2 separate regions of the Zea mays genome follow, and region 1 is linked to region 2. Evidence: chromatin contacts called from public Hi-C data. All regions are on one chromosome and are shown on one strand. The core of a region is the stretch at or near the end of the contact, and the rest is flanking DNA. Distances in the headings are between cores, read along the strand shown. Region 1 has its middle 110 kb from the start of LOC100286258. Region 2 holds the start of LOC103632535 (pyrophosphate--fructose 6-phosphate 1-phosphotransferase subunit alpha).

Region 1 (3,629 bases), core at 372-2,871, 120 kb after region 2:
CACAGCCCGACAATGCCAAGCCCTTCGTCGTATATTGTGATGCTTCAAGCACCATATGTGGTTGTGCTCTAATGCAAGACAACCGGGTTATTGCCTACGCATCGCGAGCACTCAGACCTCAAACGCATGACTTGGAGCTAGCAGTCGTGGTACATGCTATGAAGATCTGTAGACATTATCTGATGGGAGCTCATTGCAACATTTATACTGGTCATAAGAGTCTCATGTATATCTTCACCCAAGCTAACCTCAACATGAGACAATGGAGATGGCTGGAACTAATTAAGGATTATGACCTAGAAGTGCACTACCACCCTGTAATACCCAAATCATAGTAAATAAAGGAGTTAGAGTATTTGAGGTTTATGGAAAATTTTCTTTCTATGTGACACATGTATATATATACACAAACATACAAGTTAATTAATTCCTTAATAAATAGAAGGAATATATATGAAATAATGAAAATACTTCTTCATGCTAGTATTTTGATTTGTGCATTTAATCTAAGTATGAAATTCACCACAAATTTTGAATTCAAATTTGAGATCTAAAAATAAAAAGGAAAGAAAACAGAAAAGAAAAAGAAAATCCTAAACCGCCGCATGGGCCGAATCCCGTTTCGCCGGCTCACTTGCCAGCGTCGCGCGGCCCAGCCAGGCGCGCGCTCACACGCCACTGGCTCTCCCTGCGCACTGACCTAGCGGGTCCACTCTGTCAGTCCCGTAGGGCGTGCTCGCTTCACAAAACCGGTCGTCGCGTGAAACCGACATGTGGGTCCCCGTGTCAGGAGCCTTCCCCGCGGATTCCTCGCCCGGTGGTTGCGGCTGCGAAGCTGTCGCATGGAGGCCGTGCGATCCATGCGCTACTCAACCCCTGCCAGCCTGCCTATAATTGCTCATGCACGTCCGTCTCCGAACCCCTATCCCATAGTCGTAGGTACGGAGTCGAAGCGAGATCGGCGAGCTCGTGGTGAGTGTGGTGAGTTAGAGGGGAAGCTCGGGTTGTCGCTGTTGTTCTTCCCTGCGGTCGACTCCTCAACCCGTCTTGTGGCTCTGGTGCGTCGGAGGGCGTTCGCCGCACGCATAGGTCGCCTCGGTGGCAGAGATCTACCACCGGGAGACCAGCAATTGCTCGCCGTTGTGGGGGAGCCACCACAAAGCCGTCGTACACCGTGTGGAGCCTCGCTGCCGTCCCCATCCCTAGTACGCGTTGAACTCCTAATCCATCTAAACCGTTCGCTTCGGGTAGGATCGATCGGAGTCGGGAATCTCACATTGGGGCACAGAACCAGGGAGATCGTCGGCGTCCCCCGCCGTGGGTCGGGGCGACATCGCATCCGATGTCGTGGGGAGGAAGAAGCTCCCAGGACCGTTGATCGACCAATCGAAGGGCTAGGATTAGATGGAGCTTACCCCTTCGCTTTATCCCTTCTGCGCCATTGGATTCATCAGACGGTTCCGATTAGGTCAGAGGATAGAGTTTGGTCGAGATCCTCGTAGCCATTGATCAAATGATGGACGCTCAAGAGTCGATCTTGTTTAGTTGAATCTGGGCCGTGGATTGTGGATCTAAGGATCTAGAACGCATACCGATTTGGGTGGCTTGGATCTAATCCAAGTCGTCCATCTCCAATCGTGCGGTCCAGAGTTCGTTGCGTAGACTTTACATAAGAGCCCCTGGTGTTCTTACCTATCAACCCACAATCTAGAGCGTTGATAAAACCATTACGTTGAGGCCCCGAATTTTGTAGATTATACCCTATAGAACTCCAGAATAGTGCGCGCAGCCCAGTTAATAAATAAAATGGGATAAAATAATGAAGAAGTGATTTTTAGTATATAAATAATTCGAGGAACTTGTTTAATTTATAAGTAATTCATTTTAACTTCTTTTTGATCCATTCCAGTTGCATTAGATTCATATTAATATTGTTTATCATTTAGTAACCTTGTTTTGTCATGAAGCATAGATTAAAATTATACACTTAATTTAATCTATATCCAACACTTAGAACTTTAGAAAATCATAACTCTTTAACCGTAACTCCGAATTTAGTTATTCTCGAACCTACGATCTCATTACGATGTGTCGAATATTATTATGCAGTATGTTCTCTTGTTTGGTGTGATGTTAATGTGACAGAACCTCCCAAGTCATTAGGCCCACCTGCAGTTGTCCTTGTCCAACGGACCTTAGACAACCCTGCAGGTGCCCCTGATCACTTGACAAGTTTGGTATCTGTATTCCTTACCTTTCTCAAGAGCGTTTCACCCGTCACGCAGACATTACAATACATCAGAGGTACGAAAATGCGGAAACAGTTACAATAACTTACTTTATTTAAAAGTAAGAAAGAGTAATATTTATTATAGACCAGAACAAATATAAGAGTGCTGAGTATTATTATTACATAACCTGGGAGGAAAAAACCCCTCCCGATAAACAGTAAAGTTTTTCTTAACGGAGGACCCTTCCTCCCGCAGCTTCAATCTTGATTTTCTTCTTTCGGTACCACCTTGGAATAGAAGCAACAAAAGTTTGCTGCTTCTTCACCTAAAACAACATGGGACAAAGCCCTGAGTATGAAATGTACTTTCGCAAGTCTTACCCGTCAAAATAAAAGACTCTCAAGGATATGCTGGCCTTTGGGGATCAAGGTATGGCTTATCAATAATCAAAGACTTTGTTTGCATAAATGCTTACTAATAGTGGATCCTTAAAATCCAGTTTTATTAGTCAAGTTAAGTAAAGTTACATGTATCTAGGGTTCTTTCTACCCTAGTTCAATCACTTGACTTATACTTGCCAATTTCTTTTCAACCCTTCTTATTCATTGGAATGCTACGTGTAAGTCAGTGACCAAGTCTTCATGTCCGCGAAGTTACGGCGATCCGAATCGATTATACTCAGCTGAGGATCTCCAATCACACGACATATGTAGCACTCAACCCTTGCATATGTCAACTCGCCACCGGGGTTCTTAAGACCAGATCAGGTTCACGCCAACCGAGAGCACAGATACACCACCGTCCAGCCTCTTGCCACGGAGGGTACACGCTACTCTCGCCATCTCTCCACTCCCATTGTGTGTTATCTTATTCTGGTATTAGTCTGCCCGAGGCAAAGCTTACCCATGACGAGGCATGTGACTAGTTAAAGGGTCCTCGGTCAGCAGGCCTACATCGAGAAGGTCCTTAATCGACTCAGACGAAGACACTACACCGAGACTCTCTTCTCGTTCAAGTCACCCGCCCGGTCTCAGCTTTATTATTTCAAACCCAAAGTTTGGTACCTGGCATAGGTACATCTTTTCCGATTTTGTTTTTAAAAACATCCCACCCACTTCGCAGCACCATCTTTTGTGAAAACAAAACATTTTTGTTTTCTAGAGCAAAGCTAAGCATAAGAAAAACCTTTTAGTAAATCAGAGATTAAGGAGAAGTAACCAAATCCAAGGAAGGCAATGCAGCAATTGGTTTAACACACAACTCCTATTACCTAATGCATCAAGTAAGTGAGAAAGATTTCAAAATAACAATGGGGTTGCAAATGCACCGGGGCTTGCCTTGAGTGATAGGTGAATCAGGCTCTGTTCCGCAGATATCAAAATAAAAGCAGTTTCCTGC
Region 2 (3,985 bases), core at 805-3,304:
CCGAACCTCGGTAAAACAAAACCGCGTGTCTCACTCTTCATTTGTTTGCGATTTGTTTTGCACCCTCTCTCGCGGACTCGTTTTCAATTTCTAACGCTAACCCGGCTTGTAGTTGTGTTTATATTTGTAAATTTCAGTTTCGCCCTATTCACCCCCCCCCCTCTAGGTGACTATCAGTTGTGCTCCCAGAAAATCGGATAGGAGAAGCGTCAGGGGTAGTGCAACGTGTGTGATATCATGGTCCCCTGAGATGGTGATATCATGGCCCAAGGCTTAATAAAATTAATAGAGTATCCATACCAATAAGGTGCATCTTCTTTTTCGGAAGCCTATCTCGAAAGAACCTCCAAGTTAAGCGTGCTTGGTTTGGAGCAATTTGGGATGGGTGACCGACTCGGAAGTTTTCTCGGGTGCGCATGAGTGAGGACAAAGTGTGCACAAAAGACCTGTGTTGGTCTGTGGGGACAATATATAATTCTAGAGAGCTGCGAGGAGTAAGTACTGCGGTTCAGGGATTGAACGAGGTGTTACAAGTGGTATCAGAGCCGACCCTCTCGGTTTCACGAGCGTGTGTGGGTTAGGGTTCGGGTATATGACGCATGGCTCATGTGGGCCCAGAGTGGTCACATGACATGACATATGACGACACTAGACACACATACATGGCTAAGAGGGGAGGTTACTGAATTGATGTTGACCGACGAGGACGTCGGTCTTCTAAGGGGGTGGATGAGATCATCGCTCGATCTGTATACCATTGTTTGGGATGGTCATAAGAATGATACTTTTCTGCCCAATCTGTATACCATTGTTTGATGAATAAACCCAACAACGGTCGGAATAAGAACCTCTGGAAAGTTAAGCCTCCCTTGAAAATAAAGGTTTTTTTGTGGAATTTATGTCGGGGAGCGATCCTCTAAAGATAATTTAGTCAAAAGGTGTTGGAAAGGTTGCTTGACTTGTAGCTTTTGCAACCGTAATGAGAGTATTAAACATCTCTTTTTTACTGCTATATGGCCAAAAGCATATGGAGAATTATTTATTTTGCCTTAAAAATAGACATGCCAGTTAGCATTAATCATAGTATCAGGTCTTGGGGAAGCAATAGGGGTCCAGGACACAAAAAAATATTACTTTATGGAGTATCAGCTTTATTTTGGTCTATTTGGCTCAGCCAAAATAAGGTGGCTTTTAATCATAAACCAATATCATTAATTGTGCAGGTCATTTTCAGAGGTACTCACTGGTTCAGATTCTAGAGACTTCTACAGAGGAGGAATCACAACAACAAATCCTCGACGTTTGTCAAACTTTGGAAGTGGTGGCGATGAAAATCTTTGTAAATCATGAATAGCGCTCAAATGCTAGAATTGTGGATGACTAGTGTTATACACAGTCTTGTCGTTTTGCTTCTTTGAGTTAGTTTCTTTATTAAGCAACCTCATATGTAATAATTGACTTGTATTGACTGTACGCATTTCAATGCTAAAGCCGGAATTTATGTTTCCGTTCTAAAAAAATCTATGTTTTTCACGGTCATTTTGACTAAAGTTACATGAGAAGGTGAGTACAAAATCAAGCGTGATGCTAACTTTCTACGAAGACCTAGAAAATTTTGAAAGAACGTCCAAATCCATGGGAAACTACAGGTGTCTAGCAAACTGGCTAGTAAATCCATGGGAGCAGAAACCTAGTGCCGGTAAACAAAGATTCTGAAATGTTGGCTCTTGCCAAACTGCATGCATCTCTATCTCTCTTCCTGTACCGGCCGGCAAATCGAATGAAACATTATTCCACCACAACAGAAGATAAATAAACAAAAGCAAATTACGGTTGCTTTCGTCGTCCGGGTGACAACTGACAACGACGTCAAGTATAAATTCATCACTGGACGCTGACAGACACACCAACGAACGGATGATAGCTCAGGAGCATTTCAATTAGTTATTTTGGATGGGAGGACAACACTTTTGCTTGGTTCCATCTATCACCTATAGCATGTGTTGTAGTTGAATTTTACTTGCTGCTCTATATATGCAAAAGGAGGCTGCAGGTTGTGACCTTGAAGGTCACTACGGCTGACCTATGAGAAAATAATCACAATCACAACTTTGAATTCCAGCACATAGAAAAGAGGTTAACAAGGGAAATGGGGTCAAATCGCTGTTGGTAGCATCAGGGGCCAACAACAACAACAATAAACAGCCACTTCTTTCCTCCCTTACAAAAAGGGAGCGAGGTAGCTAGGAAGAGCACAACGTACAGCTGCCCTGCAAAAACCCAGGAACTGAACTGTGCTGAGGGAAAGGAAAGGAAAGGCAAGGCAAGAGGATGAACACCGACGACCTGGGCTCGCCGAGGGAACTCACCGGCCTGCAGCGGAGGAGGGCGCTGTACCAACCGGAGCTGCCTCCATGTCTTCTTCAGGTTTATTTGCGTTTTTTGCCTGCCAGCATCTTCTTAGTTTCTCCTTCACCTGCTGCATCTGCCGTCCAAGCATGCATGCATGCATCCTGCACCTTTGGTTTCTCGATTTGTGTCGTGTCGTGGATGTTTCCAAGAGTTGTTCCATTCTTATGATGTTGTCGATGTAACAAAAACACATGCTCCTTTTTCACCGCCATATATATGAAAAGCGAAAAAAGAGAGAAAGAAACCGCTCGATTTTGGACGCACGAGACCTGGAAATTTCGTCAGCTCGCTGAACAGGAAATGAAGACAACGGGTGTATTGCAAAAACAAGAAGCTCACCAAAAGATTCTTGTGGTATATCAATCCTTAGAGATGGTGGTAATGGAGATCCTTGCAAAACATGGTTGGAGTTCTAATGCCAGATTAAAGGACGCTTGATTCGAGAACAAGTTCTTTTTAAGAATGTTACTTTTTTTTAATAATGGATGTTTTATTAATTTTTTAACTGTAATGTCAAACTATAAAAGGCTGGAACATTTTTTGTTTCCATTATAAAAAAATGTAGGCTCCACTCCTATACTCGTCTTCCTTCTCTAGTAATAGCTTGCACAGGGGTGGCGGACCCAGTGCTTCTAGAGTTCTAGAGGAAGCAGAGACTTGTTGATTCATAATATAGACAGAAGCTTCTTCCTCTCACAAGTCACAAACCCTTCTTTTTTTTCCATTCAACAGGATTCAAAGTTTTGAAAAATGTGTTCCAACCACATGGCGTCACAACAGGATATTTGACGCTGATGGTTTTAGCATCGTCTAACGTTTCCGAAACTTGTGATGGGATATGACCAGGGAACGAGGGTGGAGTTTGGGGACCCAACGACAACCATTGATTCGAAATGCGCAGACATCGTCGCACAGGCATTCCCGCACACCTTCGGTCAGAGGCTGGTGCGCTTTCTGGAGCCTCACCCGGACACGGTGGTCTCTGGTTCTTCTGACGCACAAGAACGCCCACCAGTTAGGTTGGGCGTGGTGTTCTCTGGAAGACAGTCACCTGGCGTGGCGGGCATAATGTCATATGGGGTACTTTCGACGCTATGAAAGCTCGGAATCCGCACAGCGTTCTGCTTGGGTTTCTAGGTGAGCGTATCTCCATGGAGCAACTTCCAGGGTTCAAGCATTTGCATCAGCCAATATACAACATGTTAGTAGAATTTTAAACTACTCTTGGTTCTTGTCTATGGCACATTCTGTTCTTGTCTATGGCACAGTTACAGTTACAGGGTACATACTTCCTGTTTCCTCACGAATCCATTCACTGTTTATATCAGATATTTCTATGGACCCGTTAAACCACTGTTTAACTAGTTTATAGTACAAATATAATCATATACTCGTCCGATCTAATTTATAATTCGTTTTACTTTTTTATCCGATATTTAGTTGGTTCGTCTTATTAAAAAAATCATAATTATTATTAATTTTTACCGTTTAGCATATAATATATTTTAAGTGTGGTTCTGAATTTTTCATTTTTTGCAAAAAAAAAAGAATAAGACAAGACGGTGGTATTTTG

The links. Hi-C and Micro-C count contacts between places; a contact is called where the count stands out from the background.
Region 1: a Hi-C map of leaf shows a contact between it and region 2, with 6 times the contacts expected there. The contact joins the enhancer-like site here to the promoter of LOC103632535 in region 2. A contact is called at or near these places in 5 of 25 Hi-C or Micro-C datasets (bundle sheath, endosperm, leaf and 1 more).

Annotation. Positions count from the first base shown.
Region 1 is chr7:86,765,075-86,768,703 of Zm-B73-REFERENCE-NAM-5.0, forward strand. No RefSeq gene overlaps it. Among protein-coding and RNA genes, the nearest start is that of LOC100286258, 110 kb to the left of the region's middle. Within about 2 kb of position 1,622, at least 19 of the 20 cell types and tissues checked have an H3K27ac peak or open chromatin away from gene starts, as enhancers often do. A contact at or near this core is called in bundle sheath, endosperm, leaf and 1 more, where this site is marked.
Region 2 is chr7:86,640,865-86,644,849 of Zm-B73-REFERENCE-NAM-5.0, forward strand. It overlaps LOC103632535 (pyrophosphate--fructose 6-phosphate 1-phosphotransferase subunit alpha), which reads left to right and starts at 2,055. Exons shown (of 19, transcript XM_008654305.3): 1 at 2,055-2,427; 2 at 3,259-3,465; 3 at 3,468-3,549. The coding sequence starts at 2,332.